Linked DNA regions of Mus musculus: region 2 is linked to region 1. Evidence: chromatin contacts called from public Hi-C data. All regions are on one chromosome and are shown on one strand. The core of a region is the stretch at or near the end of the contact, and the rest is flanking DNA. Distances in the headings are between cores, read along the strand shown. Region 1 has its middle 19 kb from the start of Gm41311. Region 2 overlaps Zfpm2 (zinc finger protein, multitype 2).

Region 1 (4,860 bases), core at 1,201-3,700:
GTGCCCTGCCACTTAGAGCAGAATATAAAATATGCTTCATAGATGTCTAATAAAGAATTCTTGTAGCAGTTGAATCCCTCTGCATGAGTTTCACCACAGGCAAAAGAAAAAGAAAAAGGAAACAAAAAGGGTGATAGAGGAATAATCATTCAAGTCCCAGCAGAATCATAATCACAGTTTACAGTAAAGACAAATATGATAATGGGCTCACTCAGAGGGACCAACTGCAAAACAGTGTTCATGATTTTCTGATCCTAGATGAGCTGATAAATTCCTAAGTTTCCATCACCAAATGGGTTAGTGAGAAAGCCAAATGAGATCATAGGCATGTAAGCACTCTGTGAGCTTGAAGCTGCCTGCTGTGGAGGTTACTAGGAAAGAACTCTCTCAGCCCATATCATTCTGAAAGTACAGTTGAGGCATTAGTTTAATAAACCTGTCATTCTCTGGGGTGTTTCATGAACTGTTGCCATCCCTGAAATCCTAAGTGCCTGTTAGATTCCTTGTGGATGACGAATAAATATAGATTGTGTGAGTCATGAAGTCAAGGGGGTGGGAGGAAGCAGGAAACTGTCCCCACATCCTTAGAAGACAAAGAGAATTGGAATGCTCAGAAAAGTTTGGGGAACTTCCCAGTGCACATAAGCCAACATTACAAACCACTAAACCAAAATGATCATTCTGTCTGCTCAGCAATAGGACAAACGGAAGATCTCACATCAGTTAAGACAGGAAAAGAGAGAAAAACATGTTTTATACTATCTAGAGACAAGTGATCACTTCCTCAGCCAATCAGTTTGGTTGGTTTATTAATTCACCAGTTTATTATTCAACAAATAGAGAAGGTGCATACCCTCTTCCCCTACGCTGGGCTCTCTGCTTGATACTTGTTAAAAAATAAGTGCAATGTACCCACACAGAGCTTGCAGCGGGAGAGATGATCAGTAGCCACTTTGTGCCTTTGGTTCTATGTTGGAACAGCCTAGTTTCTCACTCCAGGCTTATTCCACTAAAGAAACTATGGTGGCCAACAAAGGAGTAGCTGCATGCGTGTGTGCATGCATGTAAGTGTGTGTGTGTGTGTGTGTGTGTGTGTGTGTGTGTGTGTGCCCATACACACGCAGATGCTTATATCACAGCGTACATTTGGAAGCCAGAGAACAGCTTCTATCACTTGGGTTCCAGGGACAGAGCTCCAGTTGTCAGGCTTGGCAGTAAGCGCTTTTAGACCCTGAGCTATCTTCACTTGTTGCCTTACCAGACACAATATTTCCCAGCCCCCATGTTCGTCTTGCTGTTTTTCACAGTGGATGGAATGAAAATGATAGGAGATCTTTGGCATAAAGAAGCGGTAATCTCTGCCCTAACTTCCCATTCTTCCTGCTGACAAGGATACCTAAAGGATTGCTGACTACAAAGAATACAGAAACTTTTTTCTATTGGCGTTTTGAAATGTATTTGTTAAAGCCACTAGCATTTCGCTCATATTAAAAGTAACGTAGGTAAAGGGTGGAAAAGAAGGAAAGTCACAGAAGCGTGGCGTGCACAAGGAGAGTGAATAATCCCTGTGCTTTGGAGGGTGAATGTGGGAGGGAAGGAGATCAACTGGAAAGGTAATTTGGATCTGTGAATGACAGGCACAAAGTTTGAACTCTCAAGTAAACAGAGTTCCAGAGAGAAATCAGATATGGGATACATATCTCCTTTAAAGCCAATAGAATGTTTGTACTTCCCATGTGTGCAGTGGTCAGGAAAAATCCTGGGCCTTGGATAACAACTTGTTTATGACTATTAAGTAAAAAAAGCCCATGTTCACCTGCCCTTGTTCACATCCATATTCTTATACAGGCACATAAGTACAAATGTCTATGTGCATGCACATTCACATGTATAGCCACAAAGCACTGACATTTAGACATGTAGGCATACTGTACAGACACAGAAGCATATGTGCATACATAAAATATGAGTATGCCTATATGTGAAGTTGGATGCACATGCACACAAATGTATTTTACACATAAAGTGTTATACTAAGCAGTATTCCAAACGATGTGCTCTCTTATAGAGGCAATTAAATACCTATGTATTGATTTCTCAGCTTTGGTCTGACTTAACAGTGACCTAAACATTGTCACTGGGAGAAGGGGAGTGGCACTTTCTTTAACTATAGCACTTGCACATTACTTGTGTTTTAACAGTGTTGTGAATCCAACTTTTTGTATTTGCCTCCTGAAAGACAGTTGGTAATAGAAAGGGTCTTGCTCAAGGGAAAGCAGAAAGCACTTTCCTTTTCTAATTTCATTTCCCTTCCCCTTTCATCTTGTTCTTAAAACATGCTCTTCTACAGAGTCCACAGAGCCTTCTCAGGTGAGTTCAGAAGGTCCCCAGAGCTGCCAACAGATCTCCTCCAGCGAAAAGCGTATGCAAAAGGCAGGCTGCTACCCAGAGGGATACAGCAGATGGCAGGGTCATTGTGCCCAGCTCAGATGGCTTACCCAGGTGGAAAGGTATCACGGAGCTGGAAGCAGAGCTCTGGAAATTATTCCTGGCCCGCTTCACCTTCTCATGCTGACAATCCCACATCCTTCTGAGATGTGAATTTTGGAGGCTGGAGAGCCCAGATGCAAGGTTTGATTTCTCCCGGAGAGAACAACTTGGTTTGAGCGCCTGTTTCTATAGGGGACATAATGGCCACAGCACTGTACATTGCTTGCTAGCAGTTACTGGTGCCTAAATCAGTTTAATTTTCTTCCCTTCGTACGATACTGACTTACCTCAAAGCCATCTCTAACTGGCACACAGAAGCCAACAACAGCTACTGCTCAGCAAAAGCCCATATGGAATCGCTTGCTATGAGTGTGGCTTAAAGTCAAAGCTTTGTGACTGGCCTGCAAGAGGAGCAGCAAGGGAATTACGATCAGATTCAACCAAATGTTAGATGAAGGCAAGCAACGTTTTCCCTATAAAAAATATCTTTTCTTGGTGTTTCTCTTTTTCTAAGAGCCACAAAAGAATGAGAAAGACTCAGACTGCGAAAGTCTTGCTGAGAGCACCTAGATCTTTCTGACGTTTGTCTTCAGAAAACAAATCGTATCATATCCCAATTCAGTATCTTCACAGTTACTTAGGTCAATGTCAGCACCCATTAGGTGACAGCATTGAAGATGTCTACTGCCAGAACAGAGGAATTCTTTTTATTCCATTTTTTTTTTGCTGGTGAGATACTGTCTACCACAGCTATTCCGTTCCGGTTGTATCTTGTCTCTTTGTCGCAAAAGTCACAGTGTCAGACAAACAAATAAGTAACCAACTTCTAGTGTGCCAGGATGAAGAGCTCTTGCATTAAATTGGCATTTGAAGTCGCTGCTCAGTAGCCCCGTGATGTACTTTCTTTCTCAAAGTCGAGTTGACCTTGAACCTGAACAATGTTTAAAAGGCAAGAGTGAGGAAATGTTGGCTGTGCTTTTTCAAGAGATATGACTGGAATAGAATTCTTGGACTTGGAAAAATTGTGTGTATGTTTTTATATTTCTATGTTTATATTTTAATGCTCTGTTCAGTAGCCTTCAAATACATCAAACCTGGAACTTTGCCTTCAGTGTGGCCATATCCCATCCCAAGTGTTTCCCATTCTACCCATAGGGAGGCATCTAAGAGCTGACAAGATACTGACTTTAGAGTCTCACTACCTAGGCTCTGCAAATCCAAAATAATCTCATAAATATGAATTTCAATAAACCTCTCAGGTAACTCTTAAAACCCAACCAGAAAGCAATAATTGAGCCAAAAGCTAACTTCAATGTCAACGTTTGAAATTTCCTTTAAGGAAATCCTATAGACAGGATTGGTCTAGAATTCTATTTTGCTGAAGGTAATATTATTATTTTTCATGATGAGAGGTGGAAAAAGAGATGAATAAGAGGACATTATATAAAAGGAAAGACTGGGTACTTTATCCCCAATTCCCTAGAGACAGAGATGCAGAGAGAAATACCTGTGCGAAGTGGATTCAGAGGATGTCATCACAGGGGAGAGGAAGAGAGAGGTAGAACAGGAAACACGGGGATCTAGACAGACACATGGCCTAGCTTCAGCCTCAGACCATAGAAAGCTTTGTAAAAGGGAATCATTGTGTGTAATAGGTCCCACTCTGAGGTCAAGGTTAAACATTTGCCTCTCCTGTAAGTCAGTCATTTCGTTCTGCACTACCTCTGAAAGTCAGGCTCATGATCCCCGGTATGTTTCCTTTGGTTTCCTTCCGCTGAGGACAGTTTGTTCTACAGAAGCAGCAACAATTGTGAACTTAGAGAACCAACACTCCCCCCTAGCAATTAGGGGAAAAAATGGATCAATTCAAACCATGCCATCTGGAGGTCTACCTTCATCATCAGCTACAGGGAGGAACTGGAGAAGGCAATAAACAATTCCCAGGAAAGAGAAACATGAACAATGGATGCTCTGCTGTCTGCTATCATAGTCAACAGCCATAACAGCACTAAATGCTAGTGTTTACTTCCCAAGGTATGTACCACAGAGACACCACACAGTTCTGGATCATTGAACATCGAAAGCTTTACCAGGAGCACCTGATCTGCTCTCTCCAGACTCTATGAGACTGAAAAGGACTAAGCCACAGAAAGGCAATATGTCACAACAGGCCATAGAATCCAAGAGTTGACCAACTAAGAGTTCATCTCTCCCTAGTGCACAGGATAAGGCACTATTGCATTATCTTTAATTCCAGGGGGAAAAATTGTCCTGTTGGTTAAACTGAAATACAGTACAAGACTACTATAGATTAAATTTTAAAATTTCAACCATTAATGTGAGATAAAAGCCTATCTTGGATAAATTAAT
Region 2 (5,432 bases), core at 2,688-5,187, 710 kb before region 1:
ATTGCTGGCTGCAGTTCTGACTCAATAATATTTACAGGATGGTATGTAAAGTCAAGTCTTGCTCTGTAAAGCACACCTTTTGGGATCTTTACACCTGTTGTTTTCCACATGGCAGGAGCCCCCAGCCCCACTCTTTTAAAACCCCAGATGACACTGTGCTCATGATAACACTGTGCTCATGATCGTTATATCAATGTCTGACCTTAAACCCCTGTAAGTCGTCACTCTGTTGTAAAAATGCAGGCCAGGTGTCATGGGGTTGGGCTAGATTTGTCTGATGGGAATTATTTTGACTCATATTTTTAACAGGTCATTTGCAACTTCTAAATTCCTTTTTGACTGGTATCTAACCTCTTGATGCAAAGGCTGATGTTTATAAAACAGATCTAAAAATAATACAGGAATTTGGATTAAGAGCATTATATTTTAGTCATTAATATTCTAGTGTTCACATTGTGGTCAGAATAACAGGCTTGAGATATGCATTGTTTGAAAGGGGTCTGATTAGTACGATGCTTTGCTCTTGCTGCTCTTCACAGGTACTCAGCTGTGGAAAACTTAACACTGGCATAGCTGTCTTTCAGATCTGCCACCTTTCCCTTCTGACTCACTGGTAAGATTTAGACTCAAGAAACCTTGCACTGCTTCCTGTCCTTCATACTTCTGTAAGTAGATATGTCTAGAACAAAAACTTCGCAGTTTCTCCAGTGTGACAACATTCATTGTGTCCCCATTAGCCTATTGGAGCAAACACTAGCTACCTATCCTGGCATCCCAAAAGTAAAGATTCCCTTTAGCTATCACTTTTGATTGGAAGGAATTAAATCCAATCACACAGATAACTTGAGTATTTGCACAAGCCAAGAAGTGAAGAGGGAATACAAAGAAGAGAGGGAGGTATAAACTTCTGGATTTTGAGATTAATAGTTAACGAAAAACAGGACTTTTCATAAATCAAAGCCCGTTATGACAACAGGCCTCATCATCCAAGTTTCTAGCTGTGGGTTAGACTCCCTCTTCCCCCTCCATGTCTTCTTTATCTTTAATACTTTCTTTTGCTCATAGTAGATAATGCTATGAAGACAAATGCATTAGAGATAAGCACATTTAAATCAGGAAACAGAGTACAGTTTAAAAATCACGACTACCTTCAACCAGTGAGATTTCAGTGCAGTTTCATTTATTGTTGAGTAAAAATTGTTGAGTTTTTTTTTTTAAAGTTAGTTTCCACAGTTATCAAACTCTTGAAATGTAAATGAGAAGACACAAATATTTGCCCAAAATATCAGAAACAAAAGGCAATGCCACATGCCTCCTTTCTGTTTGTGAAACCGGTCTGAGGAATAGGGAGTACAGTAACATTATTTTCTTAAGTGCTAGTTGTTAGACATTCCTCAGAGAACTTTGAAAATAGGTCACTGTTACACAATGCTCTGTATAGCCTAGTGAAATAATGGCATGAAATGAGGATTTGGGGAGGAACTGCTTGATAACTTGCAAAAATGAATTTTGCTGCTCCCCACCCCAACCTCAGTGTGGAAACCTAAGCTTCCTTTGGGATTGCTTCCACCATTTGGTGAAACATTCACTTTGGCTATCATAATACAAGCTTCATTAGACACGTGAGACGCAATTGTCTCCGTGAGATCAAAGGACAATCTATTAAATACAGCAAGTGGAACTCTAGACTGAAAGACTATGAAAAGTTAGAATTTTACGGTGAATCAGAATGTAAATTGTGCTCGCATACTGTGGCTAAATGCAGAACTGAAGATTAGCTTTATTAAGGGGAAACTGACAGTGGGCTTGAACGGTGTGGAGAATGTGAGAAGGTGCATGCATTCTAAACAACCTGCTTTATGTACTACATTAAACTGTTAATGCAATGCTGGGGATTCAGAAGCACTGCTGGCTTACCTTGAAATTGTTAAGAAATATAGAACCAAATAATAATAGGTACCCTGGTGTTTACAGCAAACACCATTTTCATAAATTTAAGGATGGTGAAAAGATGGCTTATGTTAAAAAGAAAAAAACACCCTGATATCAAATGTTTTCATCTGGAAGAAATTGGGACACACTGTACACTGCCCATTTCCTCCAAATATCTGTATACATTTTCTTCCTCATAAGTGAAGCTGAGAACTTAATCCTAGTTGTTTTAAATAAGAGCTTATTAGAATTTCTGAAAGCTGCAGCCCTCGTCTGCCTGAAGGAGAGGGAGACAGGAGAAAGGCATATCAAACGCTCCTCTGTGCTCTCTAGGGAGTCCAAATTTGACTTTGCTTCAAATGCTTGTTTTATAGTTAGTATTTTCTATTACAAGTAGAAATGACAGATTTTAAAAAGTCCAGAATGTATATTTCATTGTATTATATCACTTAAGTCATTTGCAAAATTCTACAAAATTGCCCTGAAATCACAGCAAGCACAGCAGCAATGTACCATGAAACCAAAGGGGGAAAAAAATCACAAATCCACATCTCATTTTTGAGAATATTATCATTGAGTCAGGGGTCTGAGAATGAAGCTCTCCCTTTTAAATTCTTGAACACAATTAACTTAGTGCACATCCTACCCCTGAAATAAAACACAGAATCTTATAGAAACACACACACACACACACACACACACACACTCATCTATTCTAGCCCTTGTGTTCCTTTTGAGAATCCCTAGTAACACAAATGAATTTCTATAAACATTGCAGTGAAAATACAAGGAAATTATCATACATTCCGCAAATATTAGGAATACGTTATCTTCTAATAACTTTAAATTAATATATATTATACATAATTATTTATTAAATCCAATATGTATATACATAGTCTATATTTTTTTACCTTCAAGCTATTTTTTTACAAAACCTTACATGTTCCAATAATAAACTGTTTCTCATGATTCTAGTATTGTCATCAAATCTCAGGGATATTAAAGTCTGGCTCATGTTTCAGAAGGCAATGCTTAGTGCTTCTGTCTCTTCTAGAGTCTCATGATCATAATTTTAATGGGGGAAATCAGCATCTTAATATTCAGCAATCAGTCTTTAAAGGGCTTAAAAGAAGACAACAGGGTAAAAAGAGGGGCCTATGGGGTGTTATACTCTTCTTAGAGCTAGCTTCTATTTGCAGATCCAGAGAGTAACTGGCTTGAAGGTATGTTTCAGGAAAGGGTGGGCTTTCTGCATTTCCCAGATGCCTGGGCTGTGCCGACCAGGTGCTGGCTCTTGGCTTCCCTTTCACTAGGAAAATCTCTTTTGTGAGCTGATACTCTTACAGCCCATAGATCTTGAGCACCTCCCCAAGACCACTTGCTGTTATTCTTTTTGCAATGCAACCATCATAACAAAGTGCAGAGGGGTGGATGTGTATACACATACAGCCAAAAACCATATATGTTTGTCTAGTTATATTCACGTATGTATGAGTGTGCATATGTCTGTTTATTTATTTTTTCCCATTTAGAGCTGAAGTTGGAAGGTGGTTGGAGGTCACAGATACAAAGGTGAAAGGTGAAAGGGATTGAACTTAGGTCATCTCCAGGAGCAAGAGCCACAGTTGTTTGAGCTCTTACCCTCAGCTGTCTCTACAGTTCCAAAGGAATGGAGTTTTAACAATCAGCCGAATCTACATGAAGAATTCAGCCCTGAACATTCTGCATCTGGGATAAGCCTGGACAACATAATCCTTCAAGACTCCTCGTCAGGAAAATGGCAGTTCTCTTGTCTCCCCTCAGATGGAGGCTATGCTCGCAGGGGACCGCTTTAAAATAAGGGCGCCCAGCACAGACAGGAGGACAAATGGGAGTGTGAGCCATATTTTCCCTGCTCCTTTGTCATAATTAGTTTCCTTGGAATGGCAAACCTAGTTCCTGGAAGCTTCAGCTAGGGCAGATTGTGAAACCTCACCTGCTGCAGGCATTGCCCTGGAAGGCACTGGCCTTCGAAAGCTCGTTCCATTTGCCCACTCCTCCGTTGGCCCCGGATCCTGCGGGGATGATTTATAGCATTGGTTCCAGACTCTTATTCCCAATGAAGAAGACTGGCCCTGGTTAGCTCTCAGACCTCTACTGTCTGCGGAAATTTTGAAATAAATATACACTTGATAATATTCTGCATTCTTGGAATCTACAAAAATATATATTGGTTGCACAAAACTGAACCCTTGGGATTTACATGTATTTCTATAATCCCATAGAGTTCTAAATTATTAGATTTTAGTTCCTTTGTTTTCCAGATCATAAACTGAGTATTGTTTGTTTGGTTTTTGAAGGGAAACTGCTAAGCAAGAGATCTTAAATCAGTGTGGTTCTTGACAACATATTTTATAAATATACATTTTACATCATATTTGTTTAAAGAACTATGAGTGAGGTTTTGTATAAATCTAGTTCAATACATAACGTACCATGACTAATAATGGCTATATTTGTAAAAATCTTATGAACAAATGTGAGAACAATACAGCTTGGAAGCACTAGCAATAAGACTCTACCCTATGCTATCAGTACTGTTGTATTGAGTGGTTTCTATTCAAAATCTTGTTCTGTGCTGTATTTTAAAATTTCTAAAACAAACATGAAATTACACACGCACACATACACACACACACATACACAGACATACATGCACATGCATATATGTGTGTATGTTTAGATGTGTATGTTTTGTGCATCTGACTGTGTAACATAATTTGGGGCATTAATTTTAAAAATAACAACTATAAATGTACAAAAATATTTATATGAACAACACTCCTGGAAGGAATCTCCATTTCTAACAGTCAAACTTGATGCGCATACTGGTCCCCTGGCATGCTCAGCTCAGAGCCATCTGTCAGTTTGGCACTGTGCCCACTCCCAAGGAGTTATGCCAGTTCAATATGATATAGGTGACATCAGAATGAAGGTTTGAGAGAAAAGATTGTGGAATGAGCTTGGAGCCTTCCTTTAATCCAGAATTCTGATGGTTTTCTTTATTAGAGCAGGGGATTTGTGGTAACATCATGGACTCTTATTTCTGAAAACTCTGAAAAAGTTTACTTTCTGTTACTTATGGGAATTTTAAAAGTTTGCACAATTGGGGAAAGTTGAATACTTTATTCTAAAACCTGACTTGGAACTGACTATAGCAGTAAACACATTCTTGGGTAAATATTAACATGGATAATTTCCATGTTTCCTGTGATGGGGCAGCAATGAAAACACCCGCTGCTAGAATTTTCATTGAAAGCACTTTTCTTTCTTCTGTCAGCTTCACTGCGTTTATATGCAACAATCTTGATACTAACATTTCGAGTTTCTGCTCTATTGCTTGGGGTCGAAAATAAAAGTTATATTTTTAATGTCATTGTTTTAGAAACCTTTATCCTGTCAACATACATAAATCTGTTTACTATTCTGACAGCTTAGCAAAGAAATTATAGACAAAA

What was found. Hi-C and Micro-C count contacts between places; a contact is called where the count stands out from the background.
Region 2: a Hi-C map of cerebellum shows a contact between it and region 1, with 2.1 times the contacts expected there. The contact joins two enhancer-like sites. A contact is called at or near these places in 3 of 39 promoter capture datasets (embryonic stem cells, hippocampal neurons and liver), 1 of 15 datasets of contacts at CTCF or cohesin (pro-B cells), 8 of 484 Hi-C or Micro-C datasets (adipose-derived mesenchymal stem cells, cerebellar granule neurons, cerebellum and 3 more), 2 of 115 datasets of contacts at active chromatin or transcription factors (cardiomyocytes and vascular smooth muscle cells) and 2 of 9 other capture datasets (embryonic tail and embryonic trunk).

Annotation. Positions count from the first base shown.
Region 1 is chr15:40,360,016-40,364,875 of GRCm38.p6, reverse strand. No RefSeq gene overlaps it. Among named protein-coding and RNA genes, the nearest start is that of Gm41311, 19 kb to the right of the region's middle. Within about 2 kb of position 2,450, at least 13 of the 459 cell types and tissues checked have an H3K27ac peak or open chromatin away from gene starts, as enhancers often do. A contact at or near this core is called in cerebellar granule neurons and cerebellum, where this site is marked.
Region 2 is chr15:41,068,301-41,073,732 of GRCm38.p6, reverse strand. All of the region lies in intron 5 of Zfpm2 (zinc finger protein, multitype 2), which reads right to left. Among named protein-coding and RNA genes, the nearest start is that of Gm46502, 100 kb to the left of the region's middle. Within about 2 kb of position 3,937, at least 4 of the 459 cell types and tissues checked have an H3K27ac peak or open chromatin away from gene starts, as enhancers often do. A contact at or near this core is called in cerebellar granule neurons and cerebellum, where this site is marked.